Regions from separate parts of the Mus musculus genome. Here region 1 is linked to region 2. A link is a contact called in public Micro-C data. All regions are on one chromosome and are shown on one strand. Each heading gives the region's core, a stretch centred on a gene start, on an enhancer-like site or on the middle of the called end of the contact. The rest is flanking DNA. Distances are from core to core; before and after follow the strand shown.

The links. Hi-C and Micro-C count contacts between places; a contact is called where the count stands out from the background.
Region 1: a contact with region 2 is called in a Micro-C map of granulosa cells, with 2.4 times the contacts expected there. The contact joins two enhancer-like sites. A contact is called at or near these places in 2 of 15 datasets of contacts at CTCF or cohesin (large pre-B cells and pro-B cells), 45 of 484 Hi-C or Micro-C datasets (the BV-2 cell line, the C2C12 cell line, the G1E-ER4 cell line and 31 more), 6 of 115 datasets of contacts at active chromatin or transcription factors (differentiating embryonic stem cells, embryonic stem cells, heart atrium and 2 more) and 2 of 9 other capture datasets (embryonic stem cells and embryonic tail).

Annotation. Positions count from the first base shown.
Region 1 is chr10:45,361,994-45,366,067 of GRCm38.p6, forward strand. The region is part of intron 7 of Bves (blood vessel epicardial substance); the gene reads left to right. Among named protein-coding and RNA genes, the nearest start is that of Bves, 28 kb to the left of the region's middle. Within about 2 kb of position 1,543, at least 12 of the 459 cell types and tissues checked have an H3K27ac peak or open chromatin away from gene starts, as enhancers often do. A contact at or near this core is called in granulosa cells and heart atrium, where this site is marked.
Region 2 is chr10:45,121,088-45,125,048 of GRCm38.p6, forward strand. All of the region lies in intron 9 of Prep (prolyl endopeptidase), which reads left to right. Among named protein-coding and RNA genes, the nearest start is that of Prep, 56 kb to the left of the region's middle. Within about 2 kb of position 1,659, at least 35 of the 459 cell types and tissues checked have an H3K27ac peak or open chromatin away from gene starts, as enhancers often do. A contact at or near this core is called in granulosa cells and heart atrium, where this site is marked.

The DNA.
Region 1 (4,074 bases), core at 293-2,792, 240 kb after region 2:
AGGCCAGTTAGAGACAGTTCACACTGAAAAGCAGAGGGAGGAGATCTCATCAATGCTGTCACATTGGGAAGAAGAGGGAGCGGTCCAGTGACACCTCCCCAGATCACCTTTGCGTCCTGGCCAGAGGTTTAGGTTTAAAGAGAGGGCAGGAGATATGCATCGCTCTCAGTCTAGTCTTCGTCTTCTTGGCCCCAGGTTCTCCTGTAGGATGCTCTGACAAATTGTCAAAGGCATGGACTCCCTTTCCTCTGGCCAGTAGGGCCACAGCCTCTTCCTTTCCCCACCATGCCACCTCTGGGGACATTCCAATTTCTCAGGGTCCATTGTCTCCACGGTCTGTTAGCCAAAAGGAAGGACACAGGCGTCACTTGTGGACCCCTTCCCCTGCCAGGAAGGTGATAGGAGAAAACATTGTACACTGACTCTCTAGTGTCGGCCAGCTTCCCGATCAGTCTGTCTGTCCCTTAAGAGGAGACTACTTACTGCTTCTTGCAATCCCTGGGTGGGAGCCATGCTGTTTGGGGGCAATTTTAGTTGCTGTTTTTCCTGATTTGCGCCTTTTCCATTCTGTTATCCCCACTTTCCTCAGCCAACTCCACATCCCTTTTCTTAAAGACCTCTTCCCAGAGCTAGCCTCCAGCCTCCTCCGGAGGTGTGGCAGGGCTGTCATCCTGGAACCTGCCTTCTCTGTCCTACCAGATCTGTCTGTCCTCTCCTCCTCAGCCTCCTGCTGCTCACCCAGGGTGCCATGTGGCTGAGGATCTGACCACCCATCCATCTGGTCAGGTACCCTGAGAAGGACCTTTTGAGCTAGAGGAAGCTTTTCCTGAGAGCCACTAGCCTGATCTGTCCTGGCTATTCTCCCTAGTCTTGGATCCTTGCCCTGAGTTCTCTGGTGTCAGTGTTGAATCCTTCAAGGGAAAATTGGGTGTAAAGGCCACAACCACCTTTCAGTAGTATTGTGCAGAAAGGCTCGATTCAAACTCCTCAATCAAGAACAACTGTGTAGGGCTGAGAATATACCTCAGTAGAGGACTTGTCTAGCATTAGACCCTGAGTTTGATCCTCAGCGGAAGGAGGGAGGGAACAAAGTGGGGAGGGGACAGAAGAGGTCGGAGAAATGGGAGGAGGAGAAAGAAAGAGAACCAGTGTCTATAAATAAATAGAGGCAGGAAATGAATGAGAACTCTTTAAGTCCTTCCTCATCACTTGTCATCAAAAATTGTGTGATCTAATTAAAGTCCTAACCCTTGTGAAGTTTTTTAATTACTTTCCTTGCTAAAGCAGTTGGCCAGATGGTTAAGCATAATAACACTTGGAAAACAACTAAGAAAATGTCGTGAGAGTTAACAGGGGAAGAGGAACCACCTAAGAGCGTCACGTCTGACAGATGACAAGCATGTCGTGTCTCTAAAAACCTGCTTCTCAATCCAAGAGGAGTCTTTAGATGAACTTCCTATTGCTAAGCATAACCCCCTTGCAGCTCAGACTTGTGGCCATTCCTCGTCCCAGGCAGCAGGCATGACCTTCACTCTGGATCTCAGAACAGCTAATCATCTGTTTACTCTCGTCCTAGGAAAGGCCCTTGGGTCCTGGTGTAATTATAAGCACACTGAAATAGAAATGAGCTTAATAGGCACAGGGTTCTGACAAATGGAATTTCCCTCGCTCACTTTCCCCTTGGCCGGGTATCAGCTTTCACTACCACATCTGATCCCTCTGGTCCATGCATTAAAAGTCCCATGGTTCTAACCAAAGATTTTAGGAAGGCAGAAAAGGGTCTGTGGAGGACAGAGCCTGTGTCCACAGTATGTCTCCATTTGCAGAGGGCCTGTAAGGACACATTGGGACCTCACTGTGTGCTCTGGTCCCCACTGAGAGGCAATAGCCACAGTTGGAACAGCTTTGCTGTTGGGTCACTCTCTGGTGTCTGGCACAAGTGGAAGTGTCCCCTGTTGGGGTCAGAATGTGACTGAGCCTCAGTCCCTCATGTCTGCTGTAGTCTTCTTTCTGTGCTTAGGAGTACAACCCAGAGTGACAGTTCTCTCCTCTCACCTGAGTCTCTGTGACCCTGGGCCCAGTCACAATCAAAGGTGCCCTGTGGCTGTACCTTCTCCATGAGCTGGGTGCTTATGGGAAAGGGTGTGGATCTCTGTTGGCAGGAATCTTTTGTCATGTGAAGGCAACTTCATGAACTATGTGATGGTTTTATGCCCTGTCTGGACTGCATGCAGTTCATTTGGAGACTACTTATTTCATATGATTTTATAGGAAATTGCTAACTTTTGTATTGCACAGCAAATTAGAAGGTAATTATTACTATTAGAAAAAAATAACTATAAAGATCTCTTCCTGGCCATCATTTATAGTTAAGATCTTCTATCTCCCAACTATGAATATAATTCAAATAGGAAACTGCAAGCATCAATTTTCTAGAAATTTTGTGGCTGTAGAAGAATTATTTTCCCTCCTCCAAAACTGGAATGGAAAAGTATCATAGAGATTGGCATGAACCTGGAAGAAACGTCCTTGAAGGGTGCAGGGAATAGGAAAAGGTGCTTGAGGAAAGATGTGCCCCATTTACCCCTCAGCCTCTGCAGCTTTCTCATGTAGGAAAGGCAGGTGGGTCTTCTGGGCAAACGCTCGGGGATGCCTCAGGGTAGACAGTTAATGCAAACCCAGTCAAGCTGGTAGGAAGACTGTATTACGGCTCAACTTCTGAAGTGTAATATAGTTCCCTTGGAGTGTGATATCCCCTCATGCGTACTTTTTGCTGATACTCTAAAGTGGTTTTAGATTTAAGGGGCAAGAACATAATTTACAACAGTATGGTAATGGACATTGAGCTTTCCCCTAACCTAGAGATTCTCCCTGTGAGTCTGAGAGTCCCTCTAGGGACCAGGTGACCTCCTCACTCTTCAAAGCTAGCCTTCTTGCAAGTTGTTCACAATGCTAGATTCTTAGGCCAGGCCAGGTGACCCTGTCAAGTTGCTGACTGTGATGTCTCCTTTGAGCCTCTGTCAGCCTAGCATCAGGAAGCCTGGGCTGAGGTGATATTGGCAAGAGTGGGCACTCTGTGAGGCTTTGATTCCTAGCCAGGGGCTGGGCAGCTGAGAGACACTGGGTAGTTGCTGGTGGCAGTAACCAGCTTGATTCCCCTCCCTTGCTGTCTGCCATAGTGGAGACCCAAGGAAGCAGTGTTGCCGGAGGACTGGGCTGTGTGACACTCCCAAACTCAGAGGACAAAACTACGTAGTCTCAGAGTTCTGTGCTCACGTTGAACCCCGTCAGGCTGTCAGGGTACCTGGTTTGTCCTTCTAGGATGACTGTCCAAAGGCTCCCTCCCTGGGGAAGAACGGAGTCTTCACCCATTCAGATAATATCAGGTTGTCTTTGTATGTGAAGATAATGGGGAAATACTAGTGTGGTGTGGGGATGTCATAGTGCTCTGAAGACTGGGGTTGCGTTCTGAGGATGACATAAGTCAGACTGGATCTCCACATTTAGTTCTCAGTGTGTGTGTGTGTGTGTGTGTGTGTGTGTCTGTGTGTATCTCTGTGTGTGTCTGTGTGTGTATCTCTGTGTGTGTCTGTGTGTGTGTATATGTGTGTGTGTATATGTGTGTGTGTATGTGTGTGTATCTGTGTGTGTGTATGTGTGTGTGTATGTGTGTGTATATGTGTGTGTATCTGTGTATGTGTGTATGTATGTGTGTGTATCTGTGCGTGTGTGTGCATGTGTGTGTGTGTGAGGGTAGGGAATAGGTGGTGTGATTGATCTAATCCATACCGTATGTTCCAGGCTGACCTTGCACTCACAACTGTCCTGCCTCAGCCGCCCAGGTGCTGGAGTTGCATGCACACTGCCACACCCAGCGCTTAGAGCTCCCGGACATAAGACAGCAGCTGACACTTTCCAGTTCCTCGATCTTCTCTCTGAGAGGATGAAAAGGCGTTGCCATTTGATGGTCCTGTGAAGCCCTACTTACTGACATTTTCTTTAGAGACAGAGTTCTTGGCCATGTGCTAAGCAGTGTCACATTAGTCTTACAGCACCAGTGAGGGCAGGGTCCTA
Region 2 (3,961 bases), core at 409-2,908:
ATTTTATTATGTGAGTACACTGTAGCTGTACAGATGGTTGTGAGCTTTCATGTGGTTGTTGGGAATTGAATTTTTAGGACCTCTGCTCGCTCTGGTCAACCCTGCTTGCTCAGGCCCAAAGATTGATTTATTATTATAATACATAAGTACACTGTAGCTGACTTCAGATGCATCAGATCTCATTACTGATGGTTGTGAGCCACCATGTGGTTGCTGGGATTTGAACTCAGGACCTTCAGAAGAACAGTCAGTGTTCTTACCCGCTGAGCCATCTCGCCAGGCCCAAAAGTCTTAGTTAGGTTTTTTGTTCCTGTGAAGAGACACCAATACCATAAAAACTTTTTGTTTTTTGTTTTTTGTTTTTTCAAGACAGGATTTCTCTATATAGCTCTGGCTGTCCTGGAACTCACTTTGTAGACCAGGCTGGCCTCGAACTCAGAAATCCTCCTGCCTCTGCCTCCTAAGTGCTGGGATTAAAGGCTCACGCCACCACACCCGGCTTCACAAAAACTTTTATTAAAGAAAACATTTCATTGGGACCGGTTTACAGTTCAGGGATTTAGTCCAGTATCTGCATGGCAGGAAACATGGCAGCCTGCAGGCAGACACCATGTGGGAGAAGGAACTGAGAGTTCTACATCCAATTGGCAGGCCCTAGGAAGTAAGCTGGCTTGAGCTTTTGAGACCTCAGAGCCCACTTCCTAGTTATGTATTTCCTCCAACAAAGCCACACCTACTCCAACAAGCCTGAATCTCTTGATGGCACCACTTTCTATGGCCTATGGGCGTCATCATTGTTATGCAAACCACCATAGTAAGTCTTAGTCCCGCCCTTGATCTGCACAAAAATTTACAGTGCAGATAGCATCCGCAAACCCCATGAGCAGCCACATCCAGCCTACAGAATGCCTCCTAGATGAATCTCACCCTCATAAAAAATAAATAAAATTAAATTTAAAAATGTGTGTTATCCTGGATCTATTGGGGAAGAGAAATATTTCTAAGATGATATTTTACATTTCCTGACATGAGTTAACTTTTCCTAAAATATAATAATATCATTGTATACTTTCTGCAAGGCTGGTCATATTCCTCTTGTTTGTATAGAGGTTCACCTCCACTGTGTAGCATCATAGCCACATGTATGCCGTGTTTTAGCCCAGGAGTCAGTTCGTAGGTGACCATCCTCCTCTGGGGATGTGACCAGATGGGCAGTGATGTCTCATCTGGATGCAGTTCTGTTTGACCCTCTGGGTCCATGTGACATCTTACCTTACGCTGTGACAGGCTGCTGACAGGGCTGCTAGGACCTGAAGAGTGATATTGTGGGTAGGTCTGGGGTGCATAAGGGCACTTCCCCAAGTGCCTTTCAGGGGACTGAGAGGAGCTAGAAAAAGCCAGAGAGGAAGCTGCCCAGAGCCAGCACCAAGAGGACATCAGGTACCCTGCCTCTCCCCAGAGCCCAGAGCTCAGCGGTAGCTGTGAGAAGAGGGAGGCACCCATCCCTAGTGTCGTTCTCAAGGTCTCACGGTCTAGGCATTTACTCTAAACAAGTTATATTTTCAAATGAATGAAGGGCACAGGAACACAGGGTGGGGGTGACTCATCAGCTCTTAATAAAAGCCAGGGTCTCCGAAGGCCAGCAACCTCTCCAGCGACCCCATGTGACCCTTTATTTCAGGAACAGGCTCATCATTATCTGGGGCAAAGGGCTCACTGTCCTAGTGGGAAGTGATGGTTCTGTGCCAAATGGTGAGATACTGCCTGTGTCTGTGGCTCTGAGGATTGGAAAGAAAAGTGTTCCTCGTCTTGGGCCGCCAGCTGCTTCTGAGGAAGCTTTCATTTGTTACTGTGATGCTTTGTCTGTCTCCCTGTCTCCTCTCGTTCATTTTCCCCATCCTTCCCTTCTCTCTTAATGCTATCTGATCCCTAAAACCAGAAAGTGGGGTTTCCAGACTTAGGCCTTCTAACGCCAAGTGCAAAGCAGCCATCAGAGAACGCATAGTTGCCTCTCAAGAAAGCAGGGACTGCCCTCAGCCCGTTTGTGACTTGTGCACTTCAGGTCGCACTTCGGGAGAAGCTGACAGCCAGGCCAGTCTAGCACAGGACACAATGATTCCCTGTGACACAAACCAGTTGGTATTTGAACTGATTAATTCTGTACTTGTAGAAGCTTAGAGGTTAGCTTCAGCCAGACTTGAACAAGACAGTATCTTCCAGGCCTGGCTCTGGGAGGTGGGGAGGAGACAGCCTTTCACATGTGGTTTGGAAGAGAAACCTTTAAGTGCCTTGGCCTGGGTGCTTTGTGTGTTGTCGTTCCCCCCCCCCCCTCCAGTCCTCTTTTTATAGCCTTAAGTCCTGCCCTGCCAGAGCTCCAGAACCCCATTGCCTTCTTCTCTTCATGTGAGCAGTGTTACAGACCCCCCTGGCCCTTCTTCCCTAGCTTTTCCCAGAGCGCTCTCTTCTCTAACTCCTTCCCCCCTCTCCACCCACACCCCTGGTCTCCTTGCCTGTGAGAGTATTAAGTTAAGGAACAACTTAAGGCCAGACACGCCTTTTGACCTTAAGGGACTTCGGTAATCAACTTCTACTTTAAATCTTCAATTCATTTCCTAGACAGCCTTCTGCTGTTTGTGATCCAGAATGCTTTCTTCAGCAGTTTCCCTGTCCCTGTGTGACCTAAATCAGGCGGGACATGATGTATAAGTAGGTCACAGTGGTTCATACTATAGTAAGTAGTAAGAGTGTGCAGTGGGCTAACCTGGGCTATCCCAGATGACTGTGCATAGAGAATATTGATAAAATGCCTTTGTCATTGCAACCATCAAGCTGACCCCCCTCCTCCCTCGTGGAACCATTTGTGGGCCCTTATAGAGAATGGAGGGAAGTACGTACGTGAAGCTCTTTTTAATGGCCACCAGCCTCAGTTGTATACTTCATTCTGTGTTAAAATTGTGTCTCAGCTTTGGTGTATAAACAGGAATGTAGAATGTCTCCTCTCCTTTGTTTTTCGTTAAGGAATTTAATTCCAGTTCCCTGGTGGCTTGCCTGGGTTCACTGAGCTCTTAAGTCTGGCTCCTAAACCCTTCCTTATTTGTGTCGACATCAAGGCGAATCCAGTGATCGTGTGGCACAGGCCTGCTCTTTATTCCATCTTATTTCTTATTTATTCTTCTCTCATACAGTACATTCCAGCAGCAGCAGCCTCTTTTCCCTCTACCCCCAGACCACACTGCTTCCCTTCAGAAAAGAGCTGAGACACCCCACCCCTGGCCCCAGGAGTCAGATTTGTCCGTGGTTGTGGTGGGTACCCTGTAGTGATCTGAAAAACAAAACAAGCAAACAACAAAATCCCTCACTAACTCTCATGCATTTATATTACATGTACTGAGTGTTGGTTCTCACGTTGCTAGGGAAATGCCTACATTGGGGGGTGGGAAGGGTTGAGGGGAAAGAGAGCTGCTGTTTTAACCCATGATCAGTCCGTCTCTCTCAGTCCTGTGGGACTCCTATTTGGCTTCTGGTTTCCCAGCAAGCACTGAGATCCCAGGATCAGTTTTCCTTACACTTGACAATGTCTACTTAAAGTACGTGAGGTACCGTTCCACACTAGCCTCTCTGGCTCATTCCTCAACATGGCACTACTCTTGTCTTGTTTCTTTGACTTAAATATTAAGAGAGATGTACTAATTCCAGGAATTAGAACTTTTATTATTGATTACATAAACTGGAATTCCATATACATTAGTATTTTGCATTGTGCACAATGACTGGGACAGAGTTGAACATCTGATTCTGAAAGGTCTTGTGATGGCTCACCTTTGGTTCCTGACTGCTGCCTACATGTGTGTCCATGGTTAGGTTTGAGTCAGGTAGAAGCCCCAAAGGGATTAGTCAAGAGACCCTGACTGCTTGTAGACCTTGAGTAGGGGCAGTGAGGGGCAGGGCCAGCATTCCCATG